3 separate regions of the Mus musculus genome follow, and regions 1 and 3 are each linked to region 2. The links are chromatin contacts, called in public HiCAR-type and promoter capture Hi-C maps. All regions are on one chromosome and are shown on one strand. Each heading gives the region's core, a stretch centred on a gene start, on an enhancer-like site or on the middle of the called end of the contact. The rest is flanking DNA. Distances are from core to core; before and after follow the strand shown.

Region 1 (3,826 bases), core at 555-3,054, 630 kb before region 2:
CACGCCCGGCTTAGGACTATACCTTTAACTCATCTTTATAGCTTGAACACCCTGAGCAGAAGCAGTCCACACAGGATCAGTCTGCCTCCTTCAGACACTGGTACCGGACTACCACAAACAGAGCTCAGGCATAACCAGCGTGGTTTCTGACTCTGAGAGCTCTGCCAAGCTGGAATCCAGCCAGCACATCTTGAGAATGTTAGCTTTATACATTTTATTCTTTTGGGTCAAGGAGACTGAGCTTGGGGGCTGGTCTGGAGCTCCTGCCTCTACTTCCCAAATACTGTAGTTATAGGCTGGGCCACGGTGCCTGTCCTGGGGACCGCTGGCATTGTTTCACTGAAGTATGATTGCTCTGCATAAAAGTGAGCTTTGCTTATTGTGGTGACCCTCACTGCCCTGTCAGCCCCCTGCTCCTTGAATCCCCGCCCAAATCCCACTCACAATCCTAGATAGCCGCTGACCTTTTTGGGGGGGGGGGTCCAGAATTTTGCCTGTGAACTTTGCATTCTCTGAAGATGAAATCCTCCTGCATGTTGTGTTTGTGGCTGGAATTTTCCATTTGGCAAAGCAGTCCTGAGACTTGTCCCTAGGATGAAGGTGTTCACGCCTTACTTTAAAAAAATTTTTTTATTATTATTGCATGGGAGGGAGCATGTGTACAGGCCAGAGGAGCACTTTGTGGAGACTGTGGCTCTCTCCCCCCACCTCCCAGCCCCCACCCCCACCTTGCCTGGGCCCCAGGGTGGAACTCAGCTTGGATAGCAAGTGATCCACAGATGGAAGTTCCATTCTCCAGCTGACAGATATCTGGACTGCCCTGCTATGAGTATTGCTGTCTTCTGAGCATGTGTGTAGGACAGGTTCTCCTGGGGTCGAGGCTGGCCTTGAACTCTTAATCCTTCTGTCTCAGCCTCCTGGGTGCTTGAGTTACAGATCTGCACCACCATGTCAAGATAACAGTTTACTATTATTTCTTTAAGTTATAAGAACAGAAGGGTTAATTTTGGCTCATGGGCCTAGAGGTCCAAGGTAGAGGGGCCACATCTAATGCCAGCAACGCCTTCCTGTGGGCCCAAGTCCCCAGGCAGTGCATAGTCACCAGGTAAGAGAGAGTGCCCTCTTGTCAGATTTTAGTCCGACAGAAATGTGAGTCTTTGCTTCTCTTGAGACACTATGGGAGCGGAGTTGCTGACCAACCTGGTTTGTGTACTTTTAACTATCTGTGAAAGTACAAAACTTTTCTCCACAGTGGCTGCTTTCATGTTCACAGCCGCGATATAGTAGGCTCATTTAGAGGGCTTCTTCAAGTGAGAGTTAACCTCTATAGTTCCTTTCTTCTTTAAAGCATTCACGTAAGCATCAGTCTTCCAGGTTTCACCCATTCGGCTGAGAGGAAAAACAAAGAATGCATTAGCCCTCGCTTGAAACAGCCGCCAGCCGCGCTCCACAGTCCGGAAACTCAAAATCCTGGAAAGTTCTGAGAAAATGCATTCCACAAAGAACTGGCCTGAGGTCCTGAGAACTAGGCTGATAGACTTGGCAGGTCCCCAGCCCCGCCCACTCCGCTTCAGGAGGCGGAACTTAGCCAAGGAAGCGGGGCTGAGGGGCGGGAACAAAAGAGAGCGAGCGTCTCCAGATGCCCCACCCACTCATGGATAGGCTGCTTCTGCGGAGGGCGGAGCTGTTGGGTGGAGCCCAAAACCTGCGCTCCGCTATAGAGCCCCGCCTATCCCACGCTCAGCTCCGCTCCGGGGGCGGGCCCTAAAGGTGTTGGGGCGGGGCCTGTCGGGGGGTGGAGCTCGAGGCCCCGGTCTCGGCCCCGCCCACCGCGCTGTGTTGGAGCTGATTCCCGAGTGGGCACACTGGAGCTGCGCTCGCGGCGCGCCATGGCCGGGCTGTTGACGCTGCTTGGCCCGGCAGGAAGAGTGAGCACCCGGCTGCGGCCCCTGGCCCCTTGGCTCCTGGGAACCGCCACCTCCTGTGCTCCACCGCTCTGGGCCTTAGCCTTGTCCCATCCGGTTCCGGACGCCCGACTGCTGCGCACGGCCCGCGGGGACTGTCTCAGCCGCCAGGTAAGACTCCCCACAGCCACTCGGACCCTGATCCCCAAGTGGCCGGAGCGCCGTGCCAGGGCCAGCCCCAATGGACAATTTTTACATTGCACCTGACCGAAACGGGTCACCTCCGGGGTCCCTGAGTTCTCAGATTCCTAGAATCCGAGAAAAATCTCTTTCAGTTAGCAGCCGGAGAAACTGAGGCTAGGAGTGGAATGGTGCGCTGCCCAAGGTCATGGAGTCGCCCGCCGAGCCCCAGTTTCGAAAGCCAGAACAGTGGCGTTACCGAGCCGATCGCAAGGGGCCTGAATTCTATATGAACTTCCAGTCCGGCCCCTGGACTTGTTCCTTTTGAAGTTCAGTTGAGGCCTGGGCACTGGGCCCAGGAGGCGGCATCGCCGGTGCCGCCGGTACATCTACCGCTTCCCTGTGCTCCTTGCGCCACCCTTTTATCTAGCTGGAAGAGCAGGCTCAGAGCAGGCAGTCCATCCCGTTTTGTTGTGGTTACTTGCCCTGAGTGCTCAGAGTGAAAACCAGCTTCCATTCAGACAGCAGCATATCTCAAGTAGGTCTCAAAAAAAAAAAAAAAAAAAAAAAAAAGCAGGAGTTCAGAAGTAGTAGATCGGAAGCGTCGAGGTCTGGGGGAGTCTGAAAGAAAGATCACTGCCATGAATCGGGCAGTTCTGAGTACTGTCTGCTCCCGTGGCTTTTCAGTTAGGGATTGGTCGCTTTCCTTGAGTGCCGAGCACAATGATGGAAGGACTTCCTTCCCCTCTCTCCTGCCTGACAGACAGGACACTGGCCTCAGCTCTGCTCCTGAGCACAAGTCAGGATACTCACAGCGTACCGTGCTTCAGGGCACCGCATAGCTTCCCTCTCCTCCAGAAAGTCTTCCCTGACTACCAGTAGTGTGCCCCCCCGCCCTATACTGTCTCTTCTCTAGCGCTCAGATCTTAGCTGCCTTCACGATCTGGTACAACCTCTCACCTTGTTCTGCCACATCAGCCCTGTTGGTAGCCTAACCCTAACCCTAACCCTAACCTTAAACACACACTCTGCCTTGACAGGTGTGTTTACAGCAAGGATAAGTCTGGTCTCAGGCTCATAGGATCCATGTCTCTGCTTGCTAAGTCAATCACTTTGATCAAACGCTATCCCTTTTCCATGTCTGTAAAATGAGATGTTACTAAGTCATTTCCCAGAGGGTGAATGTGATAGGCGACAGCATGCTAGCTGGCATCTGGTACATCATGGCTGACACCAGTGATTTCTGTCATCCGTGTCACACCGCCCAGGGCCTCCAGAGCCCAGGAGCTGAGCTTGTACTTCAAAAAGGATACTCCTCAAGAAGCCAACTGTGGGGGAGGGACCTGCCCTGGGACTCAGTCCGGCATTCCCACTCCACCTCCAACCTGCCTGCCTTCACTGGGAGGCCAGCTGGGGTCTCCAAATGTTCTAGATAGTAAATCAAGTGTCTTGAGTGACATGTCAACCTCTTGCCTACAGCAAGGACTGCACTGTGCCAGAGATGGGGAGATACGCCACACAAGGAGCCCTTTCAGAGCTCAGGGTTCAGGGTCACATAGACCAAGTGAGTGGAGGCCACTTGTGACCCTGGGGGGGGGAGGGGGAGGAGTTCGTATGCAAGTGGCTTGCTGGCTGGCGTCCCTTATCTAATGAGCAGCATCCCTCCTGACTCACTCCTTGCTTGTCTTGGTGTGTCTCCTCCCTAGGTTTCACTGTTTGTTCTCTGCTCCCTAAAGTCAGAG
Region 2 (3,536 bases), core at 911-3,410:
GGATCTGCAGGTTTAGGCATCTTTGTTCATCTGCAGGCTCCTCCCTAGCCCTCCAGCCACCTCAGAACTTTTCAAAAGTCCCAGAGGAGGAGAGAGGCCTCTGGTGGAGTCTGTAGACCTGCGATTCAGGTCTGTCTCCAAGGGACATAAAAGGGGAGCCGTGTGTGAAACTCAGAAGAAAGCTGTGATGTCACCTTGCCCTCCCTCTTCAAGTCCTTCTGAAGCTTGCCTGTTGTGTGGCTGTCCTCCGGAGGAAAACTAAAACCAAAACCAAACCAACCAACCAAACAAACAAAAAGGCCACCACTCAGGACAAAGGGCTAGTTCCGCCAGGAAGAACCCTGCAAAATGCCAGCCCACCCTGAGCCAGACCCCTGGAGGCCCCTGGGTTCCCCAGGATCTGACATGAACCTGGCATCAAAGCCTCCCTCTTGGAGAACCGGCTCGCATGCTCAGCCTCGCATGCAGCTCTCAACCTTTCTGAGCCCAGACTCTCCATCCAGAAAATGAGGGTGAGTTTTCCCTACTCATTTCAAGTGTACCTATCTCCTGGTACACTTACCTGAGGTTCGCCCGTTTGTGTTCAGTTGCTGCATCTCCTTGGGCTGAGGGCTTCCTGAGGACAGAGACCTAGCTCCCTCATCCCTCTGGTAACCAGCACTGCATAGCACATGAGAGGCAACAGGAAGGAGTGTGATAATGATAAAGAAAGGCTCTTCACACAGGTCTCACACACACACACACACACACACACACACACACACACACACACACACACACACGCAGTGTTGGCTTTTAGCCTAGGCTCCACTCCATAGTTACTTGGCAATAGCCAGCTGGGCCTGACTCATTATAAAAGGGGTTGCTTGCCCCCTCCTCTCTCTCTCTCTCTCTCTCTTGCTCTCCTGTCCTTGCTCTCTTCCCCTCTTCCCCCTCTTTCCCCATTTCCCTCCCCCCTTCCTCCCCCCCATGTGCTCATAGCCAGCCTCTACTCCTCTATCCCCACCCCCCCTTTCTCTCAACTCCCTTCCCCATCCATGCCCTAAATAAACTCTATTCTATACTACAGAATAGTATAGGGAAGTGTGGCTGGTCCCTCAGAGGGAAGGGATGCCTCAGCATGGGCATGCAGAGAGGAGGCTGTTATTTCTGCCACTAGACTATTAGAAATAAAAACTATCAACTGGGGCCTGTGGTCAGGTGGCTCTCACGGGATCAGTCCCAGCATCTCTCATACACCTTGATTCAAGCCACTTTGGTCCAGTCAGTTTTTTACCTCATCCCAGTCTCTCTTTGTTAAGGATACGGTTCTAAGAGTCAAGGCTCCTCTAGGACTTCAGAAATCCCACCTTCTGCTCTAGAAGGCTCAGAGAGAATAAAGCGAGACATGTCTTACCGTAGGTCTGCAAGGAGAGGAAGTGATATTCACGCTATTAAGGCTTAGGATGGAAATACTATTTTCAGATAAGCAACAACTTTTTATATATTTTTAAAAATTCACTTTTTTTAAAAAAATATTTTTATGTGTGAGTACCACATGCATGCAGGAACCCACAGAGGCCAGAGGGCATGAGGTCCCATGGAAGTGTAGTTTTAGGCAGATATGAGTTGCCTGGCGGGGGTCCTAAGAAATGAATGAACCTAGGCTCTCTACAAGTGCATTAAAATTCTTAACGCCGAGCTTTCCCCAACGACAATCTTCTTAATAAAAGCAAATCCCAAACATGTTTTGGACAGTAAAAAGCCTTTAATCCCGGCACACAGGAGGAGGCAGGTGGAGAGGACCTGGTACAGAGGCAGGAAGCCAAACCAGGCAGAAATGTTTCCCTTCTCCCATACCTATCCCCAGGTCCATGACCGTCCTAGTGAAAAGTTGTAATTATTACCTCCCCAAATGACCCCCCAAAAGAGCTTTGCAAGTATTATTTCCCCTAAGTTATCAGACCAAGAAAACCTCGACCCCAGAGATCTGCATCTGAGAGCTTCATGTCCTCCCTGAAGGGTAGTGTGTGTGTGTGTGTGTGTGTGTGTGTGTGTGTGTGTGTGTGTGTGTGTGTGTGTGTGTTGGGGGGGCGCCTCAGAGGCCCCTGCGCCTGCGCACTCTGCTCCGCGGGCTGTCCCGCGGTCAGTGGTGCAGTGCGCATGCGCGTGGCTAGAGCGCGGAAAGGTTCGCAGGGGCAGGAGGCCTCAGAGCGGCTCCGCATCCGCCATTATGGCGTTCGCGCCTATGGGGCCCGAGGCCTCGTTCTTCGACGCCCTGGATCGGCACAGGGCTTCCCTGTTGGCCATGGTGAAGAGAGGCGCAGGGGAGACCCCTGCCGGGGCCACCCGCGTGGCCTCTAGGTACAGCAGCTCGGCAGGGCCATGGAAAGCCCGGGAAGGTTCCTCGTGGCGCCGAGGTGGCCTCCGTGGGGAGAGCGTCGGAGGCCACGTCCGAGCCCCGAAGTCGGTGCTCCCTAGTGCTCCCTGGTGGTGACCGGGACCCTGTACACACCAGATGTTTTCTAGAATGTTCCAGGCGCCCCGCTCTGGCTTAGTTCCTAGGTTTATCAGTGTCCTTTATAGTCAGAGAGCTTGAGACTTGCTTTGGATTTATGGGGCTTTGTCTTGTTTTGTTTTGTTTGTTTTTGTTTTTGTTTTAAATGAAAGCTGGGCTTTAATTTCAGCACCGGGAGGCTGAGGCAGGCAGGTTTCTGAGTTTGAAATCAGTAGTTCCAGAATAGCCAGGGCTGTTAGACAGAGAAACCCCATGTTGAAAAAAAATTGTGTGTGTGTGTGTGTGTGTGTGTGTGTGTGTGTAAAATAGGTTTGGGAGTGAGGGATAGAAGAGGAAAGAGAAAGTGAAAAGCGTTTACTCTCTGAACTACCACTAATTAATTTCTCAGAACTAACAAGGACATCATCACATTTTAAGTAATTTATAATAAGACTTTTTTTTTTTTAACCTGAAGGGAACAGATGAACATATTGTAAGTAATTTCTTCACAACCAACTACAGAGACTCTCCTACGGTTCACCTGACTATATCTTGACCTTCAGTATTTGTCTCAGCCTATTCCAAACTTTGAAAAAAATTGTGTTAGAAAATAGTAAATGTTTTAAAATCCATTTTCTGATCTATCCCCCCCCCCACATACACACAGTAGAAACGTTGAGAATTGTGTGGTTGTTAAAACTCAACATTTTGCCCATCTTCTTTGTTTAGCTTGGCTTTCCTCCTTAGGCAATGTGCCAATGTTGCTTAAAATGATTGAGATATATATTTTTTTTAAACTGATGGTTTGTGAAATTAACAGCCAGCTGGAGAAAGCTGGGTTCAGTCTTGATATTTTGTGGTAAAGAGGCATGATTTTTTTGTGGCCAAGTGAACTATTTAGTACAAAATTCATTTTTTTTTCTTTTCTTGTAGTGATTAATTTTTTTCCTTTTGAATCATTACAATTTAAGATGGTTAATTTTTAGTCATGATATCAATTTTAGGGCAATGTGCTATAAGAAAGTATGTATGTGTGTGAGAGCGAGCGCGCTTGCTCACT
Region 3 (3,736 bases), core at 110-2,609, 570 kb before region 2:
TCCTCCCATAGGGCCTTTATATGGGAGTCCAACTCTGCATAGAGGGAGGTGGCCTTGGAAGAGGTGACCCTTGAACTGGAAGCTAGTCAGGAAGAGATCTGGTGAAAGAATGTTCTGGGTACGTGGAATGGCAAGGGATGAGCCCCGGGCTGGAAGCATTATGGAAATGTCAATCAACAATATGGCTGGAAGACCATTAATGAGGGCAGGATCAGCAGGCCTGAGGGTGGACCGTGGGGCCTCAAAGCCACCGGGGGGCTTAGCTGGTATCCTAATGCAGTTGTGAGCAATTCCAGTTTTTAGACAGACTTAGATGTGTGTGTGACACACACACACACACACACACACACACACACACACACACACACACACACAAGTCTTATATTATTCTTGCTGGAGACCAAGAAGGGATATGTGAGTCAAAGATAGATGGGGAGCAACCCCAAGAGCCCGAGGGACTTTGAACAGGTTATTAGACCTCGCTGATCCTCTATTTTCTTACCTGTAAAATGAAGATAAGACAGCCCACATCTGAAATATTCTGGGAGTTCGTGATGTAAAATGTCTGAGCACTCAACTTAAAAACCAAGTCTCATCCCATATAATTCACTCTGTTCCGAGAATTACCACGTGGGGTTCGCTCCTCTTCTGCTGTTGCTGTTGCTGTTGCAGTGTTTGGTTTGGTTTGACCTTTTGAGACCAGGTTTTCTATAGGCCAGGATGACCTTGAACTCCCAGCTTCCACCTCCTAAAGCTTGAATCCATTACAGGAACCGGGCCACCTTGCCTGATTCCTTCTTCTTGTGTAACAAACCGGAATTGTCTCTCTTATTAAAACTTGGTGACCTACACTAGGGGAATTTTTGTTGCCTACCCAGCAGACGTGAAGCCCTAGGTTCCATCCCCAGTACTTCAATTAATTAATTAATTATCTAATTAATTCATACTTTGATTAATCACTTGGCTATTAATTGGTTAATTATTAATTAGACACTTAATTAGTTGTTTTATTAATTGGGGAATCATAATAATTGCCTGTTTAATGTTCCAAAGGCACTCTGTGCTATTTATAAAGAACTACTATACAGAAGGGACTCGTTCTGTGACACACTTAGAGGTTACTTTTGCTTTTCAAGACGTGGCCAGGCGGCAGGCAGGCAGGCAGTCGGAGGAAACCAACCAACCGTATCTCAGGAATGAGGCAGCTGCTGGTGATCCAGCGCAGCTGTGGGTGCCCTGAGGGGCAGATGTTTCCTGGCTTGGATGATCCTAAAGATCCATTGCTCTCTGGAAATGCCCCTCCTCCCCAGAAGAAGCCACAGCTGCTGGGACAGTGTGACACTCACGGGGAACCAGATAGATGCTGCACGCTTCAGTGGCAAGCCTCCCTTCAAAAGCACTTTGAGTAGATTTCACAAGAGTGGTGAAGGGTGAAAGCCAGCGTTTGCTTTTCATTTTCCCAAAATAAATAGTTAAGTTGCAATTTTCTCTTCCCTCCCCCTCTCCTTCTCCCTCTCCCCCTCCCCCTCTCTGTCTCCCTCCCCCTCCCCTCCCCCTCTCCATCTCCCTCTCTCTCTGTCTCCCTCTCTCTCTCCCTCTCTCTTATTTTTGAGACAGGATTTCTCACCTCAGAGCCCACTTCTAGGACGTACAATGTGTCCCATGGTGGCTTCAAACTAACAGTAATCCTTCTGCCTCAGACCCCTAAGTAATAAATAGAATTACTAATAAGTAGCTTTCAACAAGGTAAAATTGTGACTCTCCTACAGAAATAGAACAAGTTGCCAGGTGTAGTGGCTCACACACTGTCCCTGAACTCTGTGGAGACAGGAGGATCAGAAGTTTAAGGTCAGCCTAGACGGCAGAGAAGCAAAGTTTGAAAGCCAAACAAAACCTCTAGAAAGGATCCCGTTGCTTTACCAAGTCTGAGCCTTTAGTCAACACGCAACAAGAGTCTGTAACCCTGCCCTTTAGCACATCAACCCAGCTGGTTTCTGCAGGCCTCCATGTGAAACAATGACACCACATTCCAGGGCAATTCCAGCATTTATCTGGTTCCAGCTCTGTGAGCATTCCTTCTACATTGTGCTTAAAGGGCCACCACAGTGTCACAGGAAACTGCCTGTCTCCCACTCTAGACAGAACTAGGTGTTCCTGCTCTGACTTTTTATCTCCTAGAGACTCAACAGCCCCAGCAGCGTGTGGCTCTGCCCTGTCCATCATGAAACCAACCAAGGGCTAATGTGGGCCCCGGGGGACACAGCTGAGAGGGAGGAGGGTGTGAACCCTGCTCTCGTGGGAGACAGTCAGAGGGATGGTTGTCCTCTGTGAGTTAGAGACAGACATGGGAAGATCCTAAACAGGCTAGAAGAACCAGTTTGGTTTGCAGGGTGGCATCAAAGAACACTTTTTCTCAGGAAGTGGCATTCATGAAGAGTCTAGAAGCGTGGAATTTCAATGGGTGAAAAGCTGCTGGTGTGTTTGGGGGTGGAGGGGAGAGCGTGGGCAGGACCGAAATCCTCAGCCAGAGAGACCATGGAAGGCTGGTGGGGAAGTATGGGAGATAGAAAACCACAGAGGGCCTGGAAGCTTCTGGACCCCAAGAGTGCCTAGGCACTGAAGGATGGTTGGGGGCGGGGAGGGGGCAGGGTCAGTGCCACGTGACAGCAGCATTAGGTAAATGTTTGCTGACCATCTGGAGGAAGATGTGTTAACATATGGAAAGGGTAGTCGGAGCTGCAGGAGTGCCAGTTCTCAATAGGAAAGTCCCTGTGTTTGTGGTTCACCATGGGGGCCAGGGGAAATCTCTGCAGCCATGCTGTGACTCTGCAGGACTCATCACCTGTCTGGACCAATAAACTCTTCCAGACAGGTAGGGTGGGCAGGGAGGTGACCCACTTCCCAAGATGAATAGAAGCCACCCACCCACTCACAGGGCAGTTTGGACAGTCTAAGTATTTCCAAGAATAGGTTAAGAGGGAACAAAACACCCATAGAAGGAGTTACAGAGACAAAGTTTGGAGCTGAGACGAAAGGATGGACCATCTAGAGACTGCCACACCCCGGGATCCATCCCATAATCAGCTTCCAAACGCTAACACCATTGCATACGCCAGCAAGATTTTGCTGAAAGAACCCTGATATAGCTGTCTCTTGGGAGGCTATGCTGGTGCCTGGCAAACACAGAAGTGGATGCTCACAGTCAGCTATTGGATGGAACACAGGGCCCCCAATGGAGGAGCTAGAGAAAGTATCCAAGGAGCTGAAGGGGTCTGCAACCCTATAGGTGGAACAACAATATGAACTAACCAGTACCTCCAGAGCTCGTATCTCTAGCTGCATATGTAGCAGAAGATGGCCTAGTCGGCCATCATTGGGAGGAGAGGCCCCTTGGTCTTGCAAACTTTATCTGCCTCAGTACAGGGGAATGCCAGGGCCAAGAAGTGGGAGTGGGTGGATAGGGGAGTGTGGGGGGGATATGGGGACTTTTGGGATAGCATTTGAAATCTAAATGAAGAAAATACCTAATTAAAAAAAAAAAAGATGCTTCAAAAGGGAACAGATATGACTCAGCAACTAGGTGGGCCGGCTGCTCTTTCAGAGGACCTGAATTTGGTTCCTAGCACCCATTGGACAGCTAACACCTGTCCCTGCCTCTTGGATGACCCTTAGACACTTCACACACACACACACACGCACACACACACACACACACACACACACGCACGCATGCGCG

What was found. Promoter capture Hi-C pulls out the DNA fragments that hold promoters and counts their contacts. HiCAR-type assays count read pairs that join an accessible place to other places.
Region 1: a HiCAR-type map of astrocytes shows a contact between it and region 2, with 2.3 times the contacts expected there. The contact joins the promoter of Fam210b here to the promoter of Spo11 in region 2. A contact is called at or near these places in 1 of 39 promoter capture datasets (pre-B cells) and 4 of 115 datasets of contacts at active chromatin or transcription factors (astrocytes, bone marrow-derived macrophages, double positive thymocytes and 1 more).
Region 3: a promoter capture Hi-C map of pre-B cells shows a contact between it and region 2, with 2.7 times the contacts expected there. The contact joins the enhancer-like site here to the promoter of Spo11 in region 2. A contact is called at or near these places in 3 of 39 promoter capture datasets (the 3T3-L1 cell line, cranial neural crest and pre-B cells), 2 of 115 datasets of contacts at active chromatin or transcription factors (double positive thymocytes and embryonic stem cells) and 1 of 9 other capture datasets (liver).

The regions. Positions count from the first base shown.
Region 1 is chr2:172,343,773-172,347,598 of GRCm38.p6, forward strand. Fam210b (family with sequence similarity 210, member B) reads left to right here and starts at 1,805. Exons shown (of 3, transcript NM_025912.4): 1 at 1,805-2,075. The coding sequence starts at 1,890.
Region 2 is chr2:172,977,682-172,981,217 of GRCm38.p6, forward strand. Spo11 (SPO11 meiotic protein covalently bound to DSB) reads left to right here and starts at 2,161. Exons shown (of 13, transcript NM_012046.2): 1 at 2,161-2,343. The coding sequence starts at 2,213. It overlaps Gm52538 (a long non-coding RNA gene), which reads right to left and starts at 1,439. Exons shown (of 3, transcript XR_003953974.1): 1 at 1,397-1,439; 2 at 563-660.
Region 3 is chr2:172,411,397-172,415,132 of GRCm38.p6, forward strand. All of the region lies in intron 1 of Cass4 (Cas scaffolding protein family member 4), which reads left to right. Among named protein-coding and RNA genes, the nearest start is that of Cass4, 20 kb to the left of the region's middle. Within about 2 kb of position 1,360, at least 79 of the 459 cell types and tissues checked have an H3K27ac peak or open chromatin away from gene starts, as enhancers often do. A contact at or near this core is called in pre-B cells, where this site is marked.